2 separate regions of the Hordeum vulgare genome follow, and region 1 is linked to region 2. A link is a contact called in public Hi-C data. All regions are on one chromosome and are shown on one strand. Each heading gives the region's core, a stretch centred on a gene start, on an enhancer-like site or on the middle of the called end of the contact. The rest is flanking DNA. Distances are from core to core; before and after follow the strand shown.

Region 1 (2,700 bases), core at 59-2,558, 190 kb after region 2:
TATCTGTAATTCTTTGCAAAATATTTCCGTATATGTAGCAAAGCTCGAAACACACTCACCATGAAACCATAGATAATGAACTTCCTTTTTTTAAAGGAAAATTATTAACTTCTATGGAGTGTGCAATCGAAGCCACACCCCGATCCTGCCATGGCCCCCTTTGTTTGGGCTATAGATTCCTGAGAATCAACTATGGCTTGGATTCCTAAAACCAGCTACAGGTGCAGATTCTGAGAATCAGAAGCAGGCCATTTGTTTACCCTGATTTAGGAGAACCCGGTGTGTTGTGAAATGCCCGCAACACCCCGAATGCACAAATGGTCAATCACAAAACTCAGAAAACCTATTGAACTAATCACATACATTGAATAATTCAGAAAACCAAGAGCAAGGCAGGTCATGAAAGTGGGGAGCACATGGCGCTGGAGAGGGGTGGGTGCAGGTGGAGTCGGGGGCCAAGGTGGACCTCCGATGCAGTCCAGTGAGAGCTCGGGTGGGCAGCGCATTGGGACATCAGGGGCGGCGGCGCAACGGGCTCAGGTCCGGAGTATGGGAGGGCGGTGGATCTAGTTCTGTTTGTGGGAAGCTGTAGAATCTATGGAATCACCAAAATCGTTGCTTCTGGATTTGCTTGCGTGCTAGTGCAGTTTTAGAATCAGATTCTAGGAAGCTAGATAGGAATCTGATGTGTTTGTTTGCCCTTGTGATTTTAGAAGACCTAGAATCTGAGAATCAGAAACAGCACCCAAACAAAGGCCACCTATGTAATCCTGCCAGGTTTTCATGTGACACTCCCTAGTCCCTACGCTCCAGTGTTCATCATCCAATAATTTGTCGACCGTACCCAGTCAGCGCGACTTGATCCGACGCTCCCGATGAAACTTTTACATACACGGAGGAGACGGAGGGTCCCTCCCCCCATAATGATACAGCTGGGCGAGGCCATGAGCTGTCTCCTTTTTTTTCTGCTAGCAGCGCAGCCCTCACGTACCCGTCCCAGATTACCCTAATCATCGTACAATCCATTTCCATTCCATCTAAAGATCGTCGCATCCCTTTCCTTGAAGGAGGTGATGTCATTGTCATTACCAAAATTTTCCCTCAGTACAGAGCACACAGTGCCACTGCCTGCCACTAACAGTGGCGCCATAAAGACGTGGCACATGAATTGCTCCCATGAACCGAAGCAACCGCCCACGGGGGGCGAATCAATGCGCTAACCCTACTGCCCGTTGCCGCTGGCAGGTAGTAGATCCGCCGCGTTAATGTCTTCCCTTTGAAGTAGATGGAAGAAAGAAAGTAGAGGAAGAAGACACGAGGGTCCTGCTGAAATATCTCCGAGAAATGGAAGAATGTGTCTCGAGAGAGTCACAGTCTCACAGAGGCGCACCGCGCAGCCAAATGAATTCGCTTCAATGCGGACAGAATTAGCAACCACCTCGTTTCATTTATTTACTGCTCTCGTCGGTGACTCATCAGTCTCACTGTTCGCTCTCGGTCCAGGCGTGGAAGCGTTCATAAGCTGGAAGCGGAGCTCTCCAGGCTCGCTCTACTCTCACTTGTCACCCTCGCCTCTTCGCCATGGATCCTCGCGGCGCGAGATGGACGGCTCCGTCGCTGCGCCTGGCGCTCGTGCTTCTCCAAGCGAGCATCTCTGCGTGCGCGGGAGCCTCCCAAACTTACATTGTTCAGATGGCCGCGTCGGAGAAGCCGAGCGCCTTCGATTTTCACCACGAGTGGTACGCCTCGACGGTGAAGTCCGTGAGCTCTGCGCAGGTTGAAGCTGAGCAGCAGGAGGAGGATGGTTACGCGAGGATCGTCTACAACTACGAGACGGCCTTCCATGGCTTCGCGGCGCGGCTCGACGAGGACGAGGCCGAGCGGATGGCCGAGGCGGCCGGCGTGCTGGCCGTGCTCCCGGAGACGGTCCTGCAGCTGCACACCACCAGGAGCCCCGACTTCCTGGGCATTGGCCCGGAGGTGAGCAACAGAATCTGGGCCGCCGGCCTCGCCGACCACGACGTCGTCGTCGGCGTGCTCGACACCGGCATATGGCCCGAGAGCCCCAGCTTCAGCGACAAGGGCCTCGGCCCCGTGCCGGCCAGGTGGAAAGGCCTGTGCCAGACCGGCCGCGGCTTCACCACGGCCGACTGCAACCGCAAGATCATCGGCGCCCGCATCTTCTACAACGGCTACGAGGCCTCCTCGGGCCCCATCAACGAGACCACCGAGCTCAAGTCCCCGCGCGACCAGGACGGCCACGGCACGCACACCGCCGCCACCGCCGCGGGCTCGCCCGTGCCGGACGCCGGCCTCTTCGGCTACGCGCGCGGCGTCGCCCGCGGCATGGCGCCCCGCGCACGCGTCGCGGCCTACAAGGTGTGCTGGACCGGCGGCTGCTTCAGCTCCGACATCCTCGCGGCCGTCGACCGCGCCGTGTCGGACGGCGTCGACGTGCTCTCCATCTCCCTCGGCGGCGGCGCCTCCCCCTACTACCGCGACAGCCTGTCCATCGCGTCGTTTGGGGCCATGCAGATGGGCGTCTTCATCGCCTGCTCGGCCGGCAACGCCGGCCCGGACCCGATAAGCCTCACCAACATGTCGCCGTGGATCACCACGGTGGGCGCGAGCACCATGGACCGTGACTTCCCGGCCACGGTGACGCTCGGCAACGGCGCCAACATCACCGGCGTGTCGCTC
Region 2 (2,700 bases), core at 48-2,547:
CTCCCTCGCGATCTTGTCCTGGATGCGCTGCTTGCTGCACAGCACGTAGAGGAACCACGACAGCGTCCCCGCCGACGTGTCGCGGCCGGCGATCACGAAGTTGAGTATGATGTCCCGGAGGTACTTGTTGTCGAAGCAGCCGGGGTCTTTCTCCCTCTCCAGCAGGAACCTCGACAGGATGTCCTCTTTCTTGGCCTGCCAAGTCAGCAAATGTCACGACGCCAGATTTGCTGCTGCCACCTACCAGGCGGCGGCGCAATTTAGTGTTTGCAAGAGGGAAAAGCTTACGAATTCTTGTTGATCTCTGCCCATCTGCTCCATCTTCTTGTCGATGACGGCGTACACGAAGTCGTTGATGGTGCGCACCGACCGCTTCATGGCGGCCTCCGACGAGACGTTGAGCAGCCTCTTGGCCTTCCAGAGCGGGTCGAAGAACCTGTACAGCACCTGCTCGTTGGCGTCGTCGAAGGCCCTGGCGAACGCCGCGCTCTCCTGGCTGGACCCGGAGAGCGCGCCCAGGCTGACCCCGAACCCGATGGTGAAGATCGAGTCCAGCGTCGACCGCATGAACAGGTCCTGCATGTCAGCCCTCTCCCCGGCGGCGGCGGCGGCGGCCACGATGCCCGCGAGCTGGGCGGCCGTGTCGCGGAACACGCCGCTGCTGTACTCGCGGAGCACCCGGGTGGAGAACTCGAAGCTCGCGACCTTGCGCTGGTGCCGCCACATGGCGCCGTCGACGTTGAAGATGCCGTCGCCGAGGAGGTCCTCCAGCACGTCGTGGGTCATGGTGCCCTTGCCGTAGTTGGCGAAGTTGGTGCGGAGGATGTACTCCACGTTGGCGGGCTCCACGGTGTAGACGTAGTTGCAGGTCGGGGTGAGCATGCGGAAGGTGCGGTACCTCTGGGAGAGCTCCGTCTGGTACTCGGCCAGCCGGCCGAAGTTGAAGAGCTGGTGGAGCATGGTGCCGGCCACGGGCGGGTACTTCCGCCGCTTGCCGAGCAGGGCGTGGCGCGCCAGGTAGAGGGCCAGGAGGAGCAGCGACAGCGCCAGCAGCGTGGGCTGCTGGCTCAACGGTGAACCCATGGCCGTGACGGGTCACCGGTGCGAGGACGCCGGGCGTGCTGGCGCGTGGCGTGTGCCGTGTGGATTGAGGAGGATCAAGGCTTGGGTGCGAGACTGCGGGTGAGATGCACACAATTTCAGGAAGGCGCCTTGTTCTCTTCTTTTAACTGGCAATTTGGCTCATCTTCTCGTTTTCAACACACGTGGAGAAGACGAAAGCCAGATCGTTGAGATGGGTTCGTCGACGTGCCGTTTGAGTTAACGAAAAAAGGTACTAATAACTACGGTAAGGAACAGCCAAAACCTGGGAAAAATCCAAGAGTTGGGGTTGTAAATTGTAAACCCCACATCAGGATTCAGGACCAGCCAAATTGATGTTTAAAGTAGGCAGCAGTCAGATGTGAGTAGATCATCGCTTCATTTCGCCTGCTTCCCGTGGAGATTTTCCATTTTATTTTCTTTGAACCAGTCACATAATACTAATCAATAGATTCCCGCAAAATAATAGTCCTTCCATTTTCAATCACCTCGCATATTAGTCTCAAGTCAAACTTTTAAACTTTGACCAAGTCCAAACAAAAAATTATTAACATTCACAATACCAAATCAATACCATTGAAATCACTCATTGCAAAAAGAAAAAAAAACCATTGAAATCACCATTCAATATATTTTCATGTGTGTGTCTCTATATATATACACGCTATTCACATCCTGGATGAGGAAATAGTTATCCTTCATCCTTCTCTATTTTAACATCAACGCACCGTAATTTTATGTTTCGTAAATTTTGTCTTATTTTATACGTAAAAGAGACCTAAAAATTATAATCAACATTAAAATACTTTATGTCACGCAAATTTACGAACATAAAAAAAAGTGCAAAAATGCAAAAAAATAATAATTTTTTCCTAGTCTTGTGACCTATATTTTTTTTGTCAAATTTTACTTAATGATCTAATATAAATATAACTATTTTTATTTTAATATAATTTACATATAAATTGATTATTATATTAACTCGGATGAAGAAAAAACTATTCTGCATCCTGGGTGATGAATAAAGTTTCTATATTGTATACCATCACTTGCATTTTGTATGTTGTATGTACTATCTATCAAATCAGAGTGTATGTACGTGTACTATGTAGTACTCCCTTCGTCTTAAAAATCTTGTCTTAGGTTTGTCTAGAAATGGATGTATCAAAATAGTAAAACATGACTAGATACATTCATATCTAAACAAATATAAGACAAGAATTTTGGGACGGAGGGAGTATATAATAATGTTTAAGATAGTATATACATAACTTTTTGCACTATATATCATATTTTATGTATGCTCTTTTTTACGTACAAATATATACGTATTTCACAAATATAATAAAAACAATGGGTTAACTTGTATTTTTTCATGTAACCCACTTTGAAAACTCATATATATAATATATAAACGTAATTAAAATGATAAATAAGTACATAAACTAACGCATGATAGTATATGGAACATGCGTGGTAACTAGCCCTGGATGGTAGGATGTATCATTCGGTGAGGAATATTTATTCTTCATCCCCATTTATTTTCCCATTAATGCACCATATTTTTACGGTTCGCAATTTTTTTTTTCATACCTAAAA

Evidence for each region. Hi-C and Micro-C count contacts between places; a contact is called where the count stands out from the background.
Region 1: a Hi-C map of seedling shows a contact between it and region 2, with 1.8 times the contacts expected there. The contact joins the promoter of LOC123427454 here to the promoter of LOC123430633 in region 2. A contact is called at or near these places in 2 of 6 Hi-C or Micro-C datasets (leaf and seedling) and 1 of 1 datasets of contacts at active chromatin or transcription factors (embryo).

Annotation. Positions count from the first base shown.
Region 1 is chr2H:584,161,913-584,164,612 of MorexV3_pseudomolecules_assembly, forward strand. It overlaps LOC123427454 (subtilisin-like protease SBT1.3), which reads left to right and starts at 1,309. Exons shown (of 1, transcript XM_045111506.1): 1 at 1,309-2,700. The coding sequence starts at 1,582.
Region 2 is chr2H:583,976,287-583,978,986 of MorexV3_pseudomolecules_assembly, forward strand. It overlaps LOC123430633 (cytochrome P450 704C1-like), which reads right to left and starts at 1,298. Exons shown (of 4, transcript XM_045114487.1): 1 at 289-1,298; 2 at 1-195. The coding sequence starts at 1,083.